2 separate regions of the Mus musculus genome follow, and region 2 is linked to region 1. Evidence: chromatin contacts called from public ChIA-PET data. All regions are on one chromosome and are shown on one strand. Each heading gives the region's core, a stretch centred on a gene start, on an enhancer-like site or on the middle of the called end of the contact. The rest is flanking DNA. Distances are from core to core; before and after follow the strand shown. Region 1 holds the start of B3gnt7 (UDP-GlcNAc:betaGal beta-1,3-N-acetylglucosaminyltransferase 7). Region 2 holds the start of Ptma (prothymosin alpha).

Region 1 (7,242 bases), core at 4,648-7,147:
ATCCAGGATTATTTCTTGCCTGAGCCACATGCTTGGTCTTCAGGATGCCAGAGCTACTTTGCCTGGCTCGCAACATCCTTCATGGTCCCTTCTTGGCCCTCTCAGATCCCACCTAGATGTCTTACTGCCAGCATCCACTCTCAAACTCCACTGTCTCTACCACCACCTACTTCCTCAGCTCCCTGGCCCCAGTCTCTTCCACAGCTACTTCCCTGTCTGTCTGCTTCTCCCCAGCCTCACAGGAAGGCTTGTCTCTCTTCAGGTCCTTATTCAAAGCTGACCAGCGGCCTCTGGAGTGCACCAGGAAGATGGCTGGAAAACCAGAGCACTGCTCTCTTCCTCTAAGGCTTTCCAAGGAGCTCTCCTCGGTCTGGCCTTGGGACCAGCACTGGGAAACCGTCTGTCACTCAGTTCTGTCACCTCCTTGATTGCTGAGGCTCAGCTCCATGAGGACAATCAAAGGTTACCTTGGGTTCCCTAGAGCTGGCACAAGTTGCCTCACTTCCTCCATTCCTGACTCCTTCCCCTGTGATCTGCATTTCTTTGGAGTCTAGTCTTCCTTTGGGTCCTGCGCACACACATACATGCTCTGTCAGAAACATAGAGGACCACGTTTTATTGAATAACAAATTCTCAGAGTGAAGACGTTTCACTGAGGGCAATTCATTAGCTTGTTCCACTCTCCTCCCTAGCCTTGGCTGAGGAAAACACAGATTCTTTCATTCCAACCTTAATTACTAATATTAACTCAGGTCATACATTACAGATCTCCTAGCAAATCTATCTATGTATACGGGTATAGTTGTAAGCTACAGAATGTACACTAAAGTTTAAGATGTCTCAGCAGGCCTGGGTCCTCCCTTCAAGTCAGAGGCCAAGAAGGAGGCAAGGAGTTGGACTTCAAAGCATGGGGCGTCCTCCATTTAAATCTAGTTGAGACTCTTGGAAGATAAAGCTCTGAAGGAGTTTCAAAGCGGCCTAAGAGACAGAAGCTGATAGGAACACAAAGAGAGTTGGGCTGGGGGTAGAGAGGTGAGATAGTAACATACCAGGCTGGAGAGGCGCCGGAGCTACCACTGACAGTTACCACTACAGAGCCTGGCTGCCGGCAGAGCAGAGTTGAGCCTCAACGTTGAGTCTTGCATCAGGGGTGAGGATCTAGACCAGTCCAGAAGGATGGACAGATGGATGGCAGGTCCAGATGGACAGACAGATGGAAAGATAGCAGTTCAAGGAGGGTGTGTCAACATCAGGGAGTCAGCCAAACTGAAGCCCCTGAACAGTCAGAAATTCTGTCAGTCCACTGACATAAAACCCAGGTGGTCAGGTGACAGACAGGTCAGTGGGACTAGAGCCCATGGCAGGGTAGGGGGCCTGTCCTTTCGTGGGGTCCAGGTGGCAATGTTCCACCGTTTCCTCTGTCTGGTGTGTGCCTTAAGTCCTCAGGCCTCATTTTCCTGAGAGGACTGTGCTCATACGCTCACATGGTCCCAATTTACTTTGATAAATATAAAGGGCGACACCTTTCCTACTTATAGGAATAAGTTATTTATCCGCCTGCATCTCATGTACGACAGCATTTGTACTCAAAATGAAGCCAAAAGCCGCTTGTAAAATAGTGCCTCTCAGGGCAAGGGGCAGCCTGGAAAATACTGCTATATACAATATGGAAGGACTTAGGACAGAGACTGCCTGCTCTTAACACGTTAGCTAAAGGAAATTCCAAGAATTCAACTAGACTCTTATGTGTAAGATACCCCAGGCTCGGAGGAGTCTCCCTGCTCTCCCCTGCTCTTCCATCTCCTCCCATCTCCTCCTTGCTCCTTCTTGGGCCCCTGACTTACAGAGAGGACCTCTGTCTGTCTGTAAGATGGTTCAGCTGTTATATCTCACCTGTCAGGTTTATGTCATATACAGACACACACACATACCACATACATACATACATACACACACATACATACACACACACATATATACATACACACATACATACACACACATACATACACACATATATACATAAACACACATACATACACACACTAAATATATAAGTGTACATTTAAAATTGAAATAATAAAGGGGAGCCAGCCTCCAAGGAAATACGTCCCCTCTGTTCATCCCTTAGCATTCCCCTGCTCCAGATCCTGCCTCCCGTGCCTCCATGTGGGGGAGACCAGACCATTTACCTGTGGGGACTCTGCCAGTGCTGACCTGAATAGCATCCCTGGGTTCTCCCTGACCCCTTCAGCACCACCCTGTACTGTGTCAGGTTCTCAGTATTGGACTCCTATGAGGACCAGAGGTTCCACTCTCACACTTTTGTTTGTTTGTTTGTTTGTTTTTGCTAGACAGGGTTTCTCTGTGTAGGTAGCCCTGGCTGTCCTGGAACTCACTCTGTAGACCAGTATGGCCTCAAACTCAGAAATCTAGCTGCCTCTGCCTCCCAAGTGCTGGAATTAAAGGCTCAGTATGTGGGCACACTATCACTGTCTTCAGACATACCAGAAGAGGGTATCAGATGCCTGTTACAGATGGTTGTGAGCCACCATGTGGTTGCTGGGAATTGAACCCGGGTCCTCTGGAAGAGCAGTCACTGCACTTAACCACTGAGCTATCTCTCCAGCCCTCATTCTTAACACTTTCTCATCAGATATCATCTCAGACCCAGACTTACCCACTGCAAACTTCTAGAACAAAATGCAAAGCAGGCATCCTACCACGGTTCTGAGCTTGGAGAAACTCCTTTCAAGGTCTGCATAGGAAAACATGTCAGGGCAATTCTCAAGATCACCCTGACCAACAGCTAGCCCTGAAGTCACAGAGGACCCATCATAGAAAGTTCCAGACCAGGGTAGTGCTCCACAGAGCTGGTCTGGGATGGACAGAGGAGCCATGCAATTTTTTTTCTTGTCAGGCAACTCTTTTCCTACCAGCCATTGACCTCTGACTGCCCCAGCGCTGCCTCACTGGCCTCCAGCTGTGAGTGTAGACAGCTGAATTTGAAGCCCCAGCTGTGGCTACCCCTGGAATGTAACACTCACTAAAACTAATTCACATGCCCTCAACTATTAAAGTGACTGCAGCTGACAGGGCTTGTTAGTCCTTCGGCCACTAGCTCCAAGTCTCTGCCCATGGCAGACTCTCTCCAAGGTTCCCATGGTTCCTTACTTTCTACTTCCCTGTTCTTTCTGACCCAGGGCAGCCTCTACATTGTCTCGCAACAATATCTACCCAGTATGCCCTCTCATGGGTCAGTTCTCCCTCCATCTTAAGTCTCTGCAGACCTAATGGGGAGGGAGAAGTCACAGGGAGAGGGAAATGGGAGCTGGGGAGAGCAAGTTATCCAAAGAAGGAGTGGGAAAGGAGAAAAGGGTGTTTCTTGATGTACTTCTATATGCTAGGTCACTGAGCACCCCTTCTGGGGCAGCAAGAGAACGTTCAGAAAATGACTTGCTGGTTTAAGGACTCTATTCAATCCCTTCTTCCACCCACACCAATGCTTCCTGGAACTGCGGTCTCCTCCCACTGAGCTCTCACCACAGCATGGGGGGCAGTGGCAGAGTCCACTGGCAGACTGGCCTTGCTCAGCCACTCCAGTTGTTCTGAGACAGTCCCTAGCCGGCTGCTATGCCCTCGTGGCTGGACAGGTGGAGGGAGTCAGACTAAGGGAGCCCAACGGTGGGGGTGGGGAGTCACTGTGGTTCTGAGTAGCAATGGGGACCTGTGGCTCAGTGAAAGAAGAATAGGGTGACATTGGAAAGTGACCAGAGCCTGGGGAACACACACGCACACACACACGTGCAAGGACTCATGTACTTCATTGTTACACATTTCCCCATTCTGAATTCACAGACCAAAAGATCTTTGACAAACTGACCAGTTCAACTGAAAAACCCAAGGTGACCTTGGGCGGTTCCCCACTTCCCCTGCTTCCCTGTTCCCTTGGGATCCCCTGGGATAGGTCAAATATTAGTGATCATAATATCAAAAGCACCCACCTGTCATAAGGCTCAGCGTGTAGGGGACACTGGTGTGTCTGCTTCCTCTGTCATCTCACATAACTCTGCATTGGCAGGAAATTGAGGTCTCAAGAGGATAAGCCAGCTGCCCCCCAGCAGCAGCCAGGAAGTGGGGAAAACTGGCCCAACCCCCAACCCTCTGGCACTCAGCCCTTACCAGAAACACCTGTGTCCACCTTCACCTACACCTGGAGAAATGCCACACTGGGATGAAGGGTGAATCAGAGGCCAAGAGGGCTGGTCTCCCCCAAGGCACCTTGTGGAGAGCTGAGACAGAGCACCTGCTCTTCCCCAAAGTCACACTTACAGGGCAAAAAGAGAGACGCCCAAAGCCTGGGTGTGCCAGCTGTGTTGGCACATTTATAACCCCCATCGTTCAGAAGGCTAAGGCAAAGTGATCTGGAGTTCAAGGCCAGCCTGAACTGCATGCCAAGACCCTGATTCAAAACAAACCACAATATCCTGGGTGAAATAGCAGAGACAGGGATAGGTAGCCAGTACCAAGCTAAGACAACCAGGACTGAAGACTGAGGACCGGTGTGACCTGGGACTAGTGGGACTGCAGTGACTCCTAGGGGCAGGCAGCCAGGCCTGTGAGACTTACACTTCAGGCCAGGGCTTCTTGAGGACTTAAAAGGGGCATTGTCCCAGGATTCTCCTCTGAATTTTTCATCTGAAGGCCCTTCATCATTTCCGACTGGAGCTTACAAATTCCAGAAAATTCCACTATTTGTTTAAGCACACACCCGAGCCTAAGGATCGCTAAGGGAAGGACAAAAGTAATCTTCACCCTTAGGACTCCCTGGGACTTTCTGTCTCCCTGTATTCCCTGGGAGAGGAACAGCATTGCAGAAAGGTATTGAGTTCCCCAGTCCTACTATCTGATAGAAATGCCTGAGCCGGGACTCAGGGACCACCTCCTGAGCCAGGCAGACCTCCTGGGTTTGAATAGTAAGGTTGTGACTTCATCTAAGGGTGTGTGTCCCTGACTCTAACTCCTGGTAAGATAGGAACAAACCATAGCACACGTCTCCAGAACCAAGTGAGCCACTGATGCCGGGGACCTAGAACCAGGCTTGACAGATAGGAAGTGCTGGAATGTAAAAAGTCCTGTGGGTATTTCTGAAGCGACCCCAGACCCCCAGACATCTGGATGACAGAAGGACCAGTAAGCAGCCTTATCTACCAGAAATGTTCCCAAGTCACCCAGAGGAGGCATCAAGGTGTCCCCTCCCTCCCTGTACTGTGATTGTGGTGTGTAGCCCACTCCCAAGAGAAAATGGTGCTCACACCGCAGAATAATAAAAACCTGGAGACAAAAAAAAAAAAAAAGTGGGGGTGCGGTTAAGTGAAGGATTTGTTGGCAATACAAGAAGGAGGTTTTTGTTTGTTTTGAGACAAGAGTCTCATTAGGGAGACCTTGCTGGCCGGGAACTCACCATGTAGACCAGGCTGGCCTTAAACTCGCAGAAATCCACCAACTGGGATTAAAAGCACATGCGAACACGCTAGCAAAAGAATGGACTTTTTGCAGAGGATAATAAGCCTTCTCACTGGGGGGTGGTAATGCAGAAAGAGTGGGAAACCCAGAGCTGGATTGACCTGAGCTGGCTGGGGGTCTAACACAGGCAACCCAGCATCATCTTCTCTTGAGATCGCCGCCCAGGCCTAAGCGAGCCCGGGAAGAAGAAAAGTAGACAGGGCAGAGATAAGGTAACTTTAGGGAAACAGCCTTTATCCACCTCCCTCCACTCTACACACCCAGGGCTACTCCAGAAGGAAGCAACCAGGCCGCTAGGCGCCGGGTGGGCGTGGAGGTGGGCGGTGTCCGACGTCCCCACGTGTCCCGAAGGAGGCGAGGCGGGCGACCCCGTGAAGGCCCAGCAGCGGGGAAGTCGCCGCCTCAGGATGTTGGCGATCTTCAAGGTCTCTGAGATTCTGGCTCTTCCCTTCGCGTTCCCGTGGGGCGTGCCTCTGAGGTGGCCAGGGCTGAACGGAGTTGCTGTCCCCACAGTGAGCCGGGGCACAAAGGGTTAACCTACCTGGGCCACCGCCCCTGAGGCCCCTCCTCCAGCCGCAGGGAAAAAAAGAAAGTCTCAGCGGGGGTGCGGCTCGGCCTCGTCCCGCTGTCCCCAGCCGCGGCGCTCAGAGCTGTGATCCGTGCGCCCCGCTCAGCTGCCCTGGACCGGGCCGCCATGTCTCTGTGGTGAGTCGGGGTCCCGGTGGGGCGCAGAGTACCTCCGAGCTTCACCTCCTCCCGGGGCCGCAGACTGCAAGGGATGCACGCTAGGTGTCCTGAGGCCGACCCCAGTTTCCCCGGGCAGCGAGGGTGGCGGGAGATGCGGAGCAGGGCGCGCCGCCGGAGCGGCAGATGGGATGTGGGAGATGCGAGGCGCACGCTTGGCTCTGCGGCCACGACTCCGGCAGCCTGTATGCAACGTCTCTCTAGCCTTGGGGTTTCACTAGCAGACACACACACACCCGACCCCTCCGGTCCCTCTTCCCTCCTGTGGCCTCTTCTCCGGACCGCCTCGACCCTTCTCCTTCCCCGGCTTTGCTCTTACTAATGGAGTGGATTGGTATGTGCGAGCCAGGGCCCTGAGGCTGGTTCTTACCCGGACTCCGGAGCTACGACGTGGAGCTTCTTTAGAACCCTGAGGACTGGAGTACTGGGTTCAGAATTCTCTTACTTCCATTCCCAGCAGCGCGCCTCCAGTCATTTCTGTCTTTCTCCATCCAACCTGGTAACCAGGAAGTCATGGGGCTCTTGAGGAAAGCTCGATGAATGTGGGTAGGAGGACTTAACATTCACTCACCCTGCGCCTCCGCAGGCTTAAAACCTGGCGTTATCTACTACGTGCTTCGTGGGCCCCTGGCTCTTGTACCTCCCAGACTTGGAGGTGAGAACCATCTCTCTGCTGGCCCAGTCCTGGAAAGTCATGAGTCTCCCAGTGTGAGCTAAGGAGGGAAGGTTCTTGGGGAAGGGGGCACAGGCAGGATCATTCCTGAGAAGAGCTAGGATTTCTGCCTCTGAAAAGGGTGTGCTGGGCTTACTTGACCAGGTAGGGGCCCCGGAAAGTGGGTTTTCGTCCCCAGGACTGAAGGGCTAGGCACCTCATTGCTTTGTGTAGAATATAAAGGTAAGGATAAGGAGTCGTGATGGGATCTGTCCACTTCCCTTCGAGACTTCCCAATTAGAGCAAGAAAGGCTCGCTTC
Region 2 (7,696 bases), core at 3,326-5,825, 220 kb after region 1:
CCTACCTTCTTGTCAGATGCAGGAACTCACAGGTCGTTGAAAGTGGTTACCCAGGTGTGTGCCAGCTCACGAGCTCCTGCAACCAGCACCTTCCTGTGCCATCTCGAGGTGAGGCTGGGCCCACCCACTCACCAATGTAACCAGAGCTTAAGCAAAAAAACACCCACAAAGTCAGATATGCAAATAGGTGCACCAGGCACTGGGATGCAGGGAAAGTGGCCAGGAGAAGTTACAGGCAGGCAGAGATTCCTGGAGTCTCTGCAGCAGGCACGTGCATGGGAAGACTGGCAGGATAGCGCTCTTACACCTAGGGGTTATGGCTACTGCCTCTGCATGCTCACCTCCTCCAGCATCCTTACCTCACTTGGTTCCTGCCAGCACCCTGGCTCTGCAGGCTTCAGCACTGGTTTTGAGAGCATGCCTCAGATGTCAAGAGGCATTCCACCCCCTCTCCCTGCTGCTTAGGAGACTCCCAGGGTGGCCAGACCTGTGTGAGTACCAAGAGTCAGGCTTCTACCCCAGCTCCCCAGGGAGGACAGCAAGGGCGGGCAGGCCCAGGCTTGCTGGAGAGAGCAGCCATGGGTGTGTGTGTGTGTGTGTGTGTGTGTGTGTGTGTGTGCTCTTACACAATCCTGCCCCAGGCAAGGCGGGAGGGTTGAAAGGCAGCTGGCAGCTCCCCAGGCCCTGCCGCCTGAGCAAGGAAACCACAGCCCGAAACTCCAGGGGTTCAGAATTCTGAGGCTCCAGAGAGAAGGCAGGAGGTTTTGAGGCCTGTTCCACTGCGGCTACCTCCCAGACTCTGTCACTCCTCAGAAGCCGAGGTCCCTGCCAACCCTGCTGGGCACTGAATCACAGGCTTCAGAAACTCTGAAGCCATCGTCCTCATTTGCCATCGAACATGAGAAAAATCTGCTGAGGACGGTATTCCTTTTGCCAGAGTCCTGCAGACATCCTTACATCAACACACTTACATACAGATGGCCACTGGAAGGCGGCAGCCTAAGGGCACGCTTCCCTTACTGTGAGGGACTGTTATTGGCCCTTTTTGGATATCTAGTTCTTCAGTTCACTGTTATGCCATGTCTGGTTTTTAGAGGTGAGAAAGAGGATCACACAATTATACACAAACAGGAAACAGCATGGCCCAGGCTGAATCCAGGCACAGCTTTAATACATGTATGGATTATATATAATGATTACATAGTTATACCATATAATCCATTACACACACACACACACACACACACACACACACACACTGCCCAGATCCCAAATATATACTTTAATTAAAAAAGAAAATTCCGTGTATATGGCTGGGCATGGTGGCACAAGCCTTTAATCCCAGTAAGGGGAGGCAGAGGCAGGCGGATTTCTGAATTCAAGGCTAGCCTGGTCTACACAGAGAGAGTTCCAGGTCAGCTAGGGCTACACAGAGAAACCTTGTCTTGAGAAATTAAAGCAATCAAACAAAAATGACAGGTATCTGTTTATGTGGGGAGGAGGTCACACGTGTGGAGGTCAGCAGACGTCTTGTGGGAATGACTCTCTCCTACCGTGTAGACCCCAGAGACTGAGCTCAGATCCTCAGGCCTGGCAGCACCTTCATCTTGGGCACCACATATGCTGGAAATGACTTAGGAGCCATCCTAGGCTGCAGGCTGAGCACCCATAGAGCCAGGTTGGTTAAATAAACAAGTCAGGCCTGCTGGGGAATGTGTAAAGCAACAAGACAGGTGCCCAGGAAAATTCCCTAAAAATGAACTTGCCCTGAGGCCATGGTGGTTGTTGGTTTTTTTTTTTTTTTTTTTTTTTTGTCTTTGTTTGTTTTTTGAGACAGGTTTTGTCTATGTAGGCTGGCCTCAAATTCATAAATTTACCTGCCTCTGCCTCCCGAGAAAGGCCTGTGCCACCATTCCAGGCTGCCCTAAGGCCATCTGGACCACCTGCACTGAACATAGCTTTAAGGCAGGCCCAGAACACCCTAGACCTGTTTGAACCGACCCAGGGGAAGGGATGTGGCCTGTTAGGACTCACTAGCTTGTTTGGAGAGACTTGGGTAACACCATGGAAGTACTTCACTTCCGGCCTCTGGAGCAGCCTAAGGCCTAAGATACATGGATGAGTGGAAGTACAGACAGTAAGACCAGCCCTCTCACAAACAGCTGAAGAGGTAGAACAACCTGTTAAGGAAAGAAAGGGACTCTTCATAGTCCCAGCAACTACAGCAGTTCCTGGCTCTTAAGACTCCTGTGGCCAGACAAAAGGCCCAGAGGAGACTTCTGTTCCTGGTCTTCTCAAACATACTAGGATAGCGGGAGCTCTGACCATGGCTTATTTGATAACTCTAACTTCCTTTCTAGAACCTATGGATTTTTTTTTCTTTGTATGAGCCAAACACTGTCATGAATACAGCAGGAGGTCCGTAAGCTTAGCTTGAACATAGATAGTGCTTCTACAACCAGATGCGTGGGCCTTCCTCCCTTATGGTAGAGGCACGGGCATGCACAAGACTAGATAAAGCAGTTCTTCTTCGAGGGAAGTTCATACTTATCCAGCTTCTCACTGATTGCCACCTTGCCTCCCTCAGCTCTCCCAATCCAGAACTCAGAAACCACAACTAAGATGTGGGTGGTATAGGCCAAGCTCTTTGTGCATCTGGGTTTTGTAGATGGAACAATCCTCTAGAGAATAACGGGAGCTTAATGGATAAGCACCAGGTAGAAAGCATCCTCCTTTCTGTTTATATTGAAGCACCGTCCCTCCCTATCTACAAAAAAGGGGTCTGGGCAGCTGCAGCTCAAAGGCCCTTCCCTGTTTAAGCTCCATATCCTCATCACAGTAAAGCCCGCTGGCGGGGGTGGGGCAGTTCGGACTCAGGCAGTTTGTGCAACCTAGGGCGCTGGGGCGCGATAACCGTCTCCGGCCATTAGTGTGCTCCGAGAAGAGCGAGACCCCGGGGGCCTTCACACCCTCCCTTGCCAGGGGCTGCCAGGACAGGAGCAACCGCTGGACAACGGGAGTGAGCGCAGGCCAAAGGGCGGCGGCAAGGCTTTCTCCTTAAAGGAAAAGCTCACACAGGCCCAAGCGGCTGGTGGCGGGACTGGCACGTGCGCGCGGGGATGCGGGCCGGCCACGTGCGGCTCGCGGGCCGACCCTGGGTCCAACTGCAACAGTTTCCCGACACTGCACGTTCCTCTCCTCTCCTCAAGCTCCGCATAGGGGCCTCCGGGTGAGGATGGGCCCAAACGCCGGGGGTGAGCCATAAGGGCAGTTCAGTCTCCTCGCCTCGACCTCAAAGCTCTAAGGGACTTGGCACCCATTCACCCTCCCCGATTCAAGACTCCGGGTTTTCCTCACTCCCGATTCCACGGCCCCCAGGAGACAGACAGCAGGAATGACCAATGGCAGGGCGCAAAGCGTCAACTTTGTGTTCGCCCGCCACTCTCAGCCAGTGTGTGCGGGTTTCTCCCAAGTCCCGCCTTCCGTGTCGGGCGCCCCCTCCTGGCGACACACAGTCGGACGCTATCTGCCGCCATCTTGAGTGTGGCGAAGTCGTTTCTCCGAACCCGTTTATAGCCATTCTGGTCGCTCTTCTCACAGGGCAAATTCCTTAGTTCGACAGCCAAGTGAGACAGCGCTAAAAATGGAGTAATATAGTATTTTGAAGTTGTTCGCGTGAGCCGAGTCGCCACGTCACGCCACGCTTGCCGAGTCCAACGCCATCTTGAGTGTGGCGTCTTTATGGTTTTTCTTTTCTCAGGCTCCGCGTGGTACCGTAAATGGCTCAAGTTTGAAGGAACCCCTTCAAGGACTAGTCCTAATGGCCGGGGAGACAAGTTTCTCCCAGTTGCACACTGTTCATATGCCCACTGGAGCCTGCAAAATGTTAGGGGAGAGGGGTAAACTCGATGGCCGGGCGGGGCTCTGGATGATGTTAAGAGCTGTCGCGACGGCAGTGACCTCTTACAGCAGACGCTGACCAGAGAGCCCTGAGGCGCGACACCGCCTTGTGGCGTGAGGCCCCAGGCCTGTCTCGCTCGAGGACACCGGGACTTTCGCATGAGTCCCCCCAAGTGTGCAGGGCGCGAGGCCCACTCCGGAGCTGACCCTGGACGGCGGGACAGTGGTGGGCGGTGGGGATCACTAGTGTCATCGAGGCGGAGGGAAAGGAGGACGGGGCGGAAGGTGCGAGTCACAGTCACCCCGTTGTGTGGACTGATGTTCACTTGAACTGGGACAACTTGCTCTTCGGTGCGGGCAGGTCCCGGGCGCGGGAACCACGCGGGACACCGCCCGGGGCAAGCGCCGCCCATCGCTCGCCTTCCCCTCCCCCTCCCCCTGGCGGGCAGTGCTCCCGCTCCCCCTCCTCCCTCCCTCCCCCTCCTTCTTCCGAGCAGTCGCGAGGGAGGGGGAGGACCGGGGCTGGGCGGGCAGCTTTGCCGCGCTTTAGCTTTCTGCGTCAGAGGCCTTAGCAAAACAGCTGCGGGAGCGCGCACGCGCGCGACCCCCCTCCGGCGTGGCGAGACCCAACAAAATTCAACACTCTGAATGACAGTGCGGCGGGGGACTGCGCAGCGCGCGCCAAGCCGAGGCACTGCCGCTTTAAGCTCACTTGCCCATTGTTCGGAATCGAGCCAATGAGAGGACGCCCGCTCCCTGCGCTCAGCCAATAGCGCCGGGACTAGGGTGGCTGAGCACCGCCCACTAATCTATATTAAAGCTTCTGGCGCCGCGTGAGTCCCCCACTGGCTGCTCCGAAAAGCCATCTTTGCATTGTTCCTGGGTCGTGCTCCGCGCTCGCTGCAGCCACCTTCGCCGCCCACCGCCTCCTCCAGCGCGGACTCCGGCAGCTCTCTCGCCAGAGTCCTCGAACTCGACTTTTAATTCCCTCACTCGCGGCATCGGACCACCGGCGTGCCCCACCATGTCAGACGCGGCAGTGGATACCAGCTCCGAGATCACCACCAAGGTGAGGCTGGACGCCGCCCGCCCCCTCGGGGTCTGCGCGCCGTCGCCCGGGCGGCGTTGGGGCGCGTGGTTGCGGGCTTTCAGGAAAGCATCACGCAAACGCTTTTCCAGGCGACCCCGCCACCCTCCAGCGGCGCGATGGCCCCGGGCAACACTCTTTGTGTGCGGGGGAGGGGGCGCGAAGCGGCGCGGGCATTGGTGCCGCCGTCGGGAGCTGGCCGATGGCCTGGGGTCGCCTCGGAACTCGGACGCAAACGGGGAGGGCCGAGACGCGGATTCTCGAAACTTGTTTGCGAATGGTTTGAGCGCTCTCGGGGCCGGGGTCGCGGGGCCGCGGCGCACGGAAATAACTTTGAAACTCCGGCGCGTCCGCAGTCGGAAGTGTGGGGGGCGCGTGTGCGGCGCCGGCGAGCTGAGGGCGCCCGCGGCCGAGTCGCTCTTTGTTAGGCGCCCGGGTTCGCGCCCTATAGCGGGCCGGCCACCGGTTATCCGGGATGACGCGGATGGGGCGGCGTGCTGCGCTGGGGGGATTCTGACCGCGACACCTAAGGGTCTGGTCCGCAGCCACGGGTGAACGCGGGTGGTCGTGTTTGTCCCCGCGGCGGCGGACCTCGTCGCAGGGTCAGTCATTGCTGACGGGGTTGGGCCCGGGCGGCGAGCCCACGCGAGAGGGGGAGGAAATAGAAAGTGAAGCTGCGGAGCGGCTGGACGCCCCCCCACGGCTCCCCAGCTGCGGTGGTGCCGTGGCGGTCTAGAAGCCCGCGCAGCACCGCGGTCCTGGCTGGGGTCCTGAGGCAGGGGCTCGCCCTCCCGGTGGAGTCTTCTCCACCCTCAGCCGTGTTCGGTTCGGACTCGTTGCTTTCAAACACCTCGATGTTCGCACCCCGCTTGTCCCGCAGTGGGGACTCAGTCCCAGTCGCCTTGTTTCTTTAAACTCCCGTGGCTCGCCATCTCCCTCGGCTGGTGCGACCCCGTGCAGAGCGCGCTCTGGAGCGATGCCCGCCACCGCTGTAACACTTTGTAGCAAGCATGGTCCCACCTCCGCCCTCGGCGGGAGTCTCAGGTGAATTCCCGCGAGGTCCAGCGCTCCTAGGGAGCGCCCCCCCCGAAGGTCTCGAGGGTCGGAGCCGAGGAGCTCCGAGTCCCTGGTGACCTACCGCGAGAGCTTGGCGCCAAAATCGGAGCCGGAAGCCGCGTGTTGCCCCTCACAGGCAGGACCCCAGGGGGCAGCACGGAGCGGGCTTTCTCCAGTGGGTGACTCCGCTCCCCTGGATGAAAGCGGACCTCGGGTCTCCAGGGCACAGGGCGCACTTGGCGCCCCGGGCCACGTGCTCTTTGCGCGCGGTGCGTGCAAGAGGCTCGCGCGCGTAGTTCGCTGGGTGAGCTATGCGCCTGCGCACCGCTGCCACCCCGCCCCCACTCACTCCCCCGGGCTTCGGCCGCCAGGGGGCGGAAGCGGGTGCAGTGGGGTCCTAGGCAGGCCTCCGGTGGGCGCGAACCCACCATTGCCGGCAGGTAACCCAGCGGTGCACCGGCGGAATTAGCTGGACCATGTTCCTGGGCCCCGACCGAGCCGACCGTTCAGCCGTCGTAGTGGGAAAAGTTACCCAGTGGTCCGGCCCCGAAGCCGCAGGGCCCAGAGTGCTAGTTTATTTCCTTTGGGCTGTGGAGGCCAGGAGGTCCCTAGTACCAAGCATGGCTGGTGTGACTTGAAGGGGGTGTTTCTGCATGCCCAGGCGCTTTCCGATCCCCATCCAGACTCTCCCATCCATTCCTGAGCGAATGACCGTCGACTGGCTCCTCCCTTCTACCTTATTTATTTAAGGCACACAGCCACTGCCTTCCAAGAAGGGTTTCTGAGGGGTGGAGCTCCCTCTAGCTGGAAACCGGCGGCAAAGGGCGTGCAGGTAAGGGCTACAGTTCCCGAGCTTGTCTGCCTGGCCTGGCGGGTTTGTGGCTATGATGCCATATGGTAGAGGAGTGCGTTGAGTCGACACATGAGTCTGCCTTGTTTTCAATGTATCTAGAAGATGGAAAGCATAGGATTTGGACTACAGGCCTTGAGTACCTACTATGGTCCATGCTGACATTACCCTAGGGTGGCCAAGTAGCCAGTGACTCAGATTGGTCCTGTGGACCAGCTTTGTCTAGTTTTCAGCACTTTGGCTGATGGGTGGCCCTCTATTGTTCTGAAGACTAACGGGTTTCCTCTTCCTTCTAAAGGACTTGAAGGAGAAGAAGGAAGTTGTGGAGGAGGCAGAGAATGGAAGAGATGCACCTGCCAATGGGAACGCTGTGAGTGTCCAAGTAGCTGGGGCTTGTGTTCCCAGTTTATACTTTTTTAAATTTTCAGCTTAGTTCAGGATGTTGGACCAGACAAGGGAACTTGTCTGATTTTTGTTTGGGAGGTGGTGTGGTAGCTGTATGGTGTGGGGAGGGGCAAGGTGCACTAGATATACAGGCCTGCTTCAGAGCTGGCTAATGGCAGATGTGTTTTCTGTTAAAGCAAAATGAGGAAAATGGGGAGCAGGAGGCTGACAATGAGGTAGATGAAGAAGAGGAAGAAGGTGGGGAGGAAGAGGAGGAGGAGGAAGAAGGTGACGGTGAGTAGTCTTGTTTTCTCAGGTTCCTTCCTTGGCTTTTACTGCCAGAAGGGAGAGGTTGGGTTTCTGGGCAGTTGGACCACTTTGAACTGCAGTGTACTCCACCCTCCTATTGGGGCCGTTCT

The links. ChIA-PET counts read pairs in DNA pulled down with a chosen protein or histone mark.
Region 2: a contact with region 1 is called in an RNA polymerase II ChIA-PET map of memory CD8 T cells, with 42 read pairs. The contact joins the promoter of Ptma here to the promoter of B3gnt7 in region 1. A contact is called at or near these places in 2 of 484 Hi-C or Micro-C datasets (both in embryonic stem cells), 3 of 115 datasets of contacts at active chromatin or transcription factors (embryonic stem cells, memory CD8 T cells and microglia) and 2 of 9 other capture datasets (liver and pancreatic islet).

Annotation. Positions count from the first base shown.
Region 1 is chr1:86,297,324-86,304,565 of GRCm38.p6, forward strand. B3gnt7 (UDP-GlcNAc:betaGal beta-1,3-N-acetylglucosaminyltransferase 7) reads left to right here and starts at 5,898. Exons shown (of 2, transcript NM_145222.2): 1 at 5,898-6,231. The coding sequence starts at 6,221. Gm28626 (predicted gene 28626) reads right to left here and starts at 6,737. Exons shown (of 2, transcript NR_151592.1): 1 at 6,641-6,737; 2 at 5,740-6,295. Gm16341 (a long non-coding RNA gene) reads right to left here and starts at 4,447. Exons shown (of 3, transcript XR_387210.3): 1 at 4,005-4,447.
Region 2 is chr1:86,521,982-86,529,677 of GRCm38.p6, forward strand. It overlaps Ptma (prothymosin alpha), which reads left to right and starts at 4,576. Exons shown (of 5, transcript NM_008972.3): 1 at 4,576-4,969; 2 at 7,192-7,263; 3 at 7,475-7,571. The coding sequence starts at 4,925.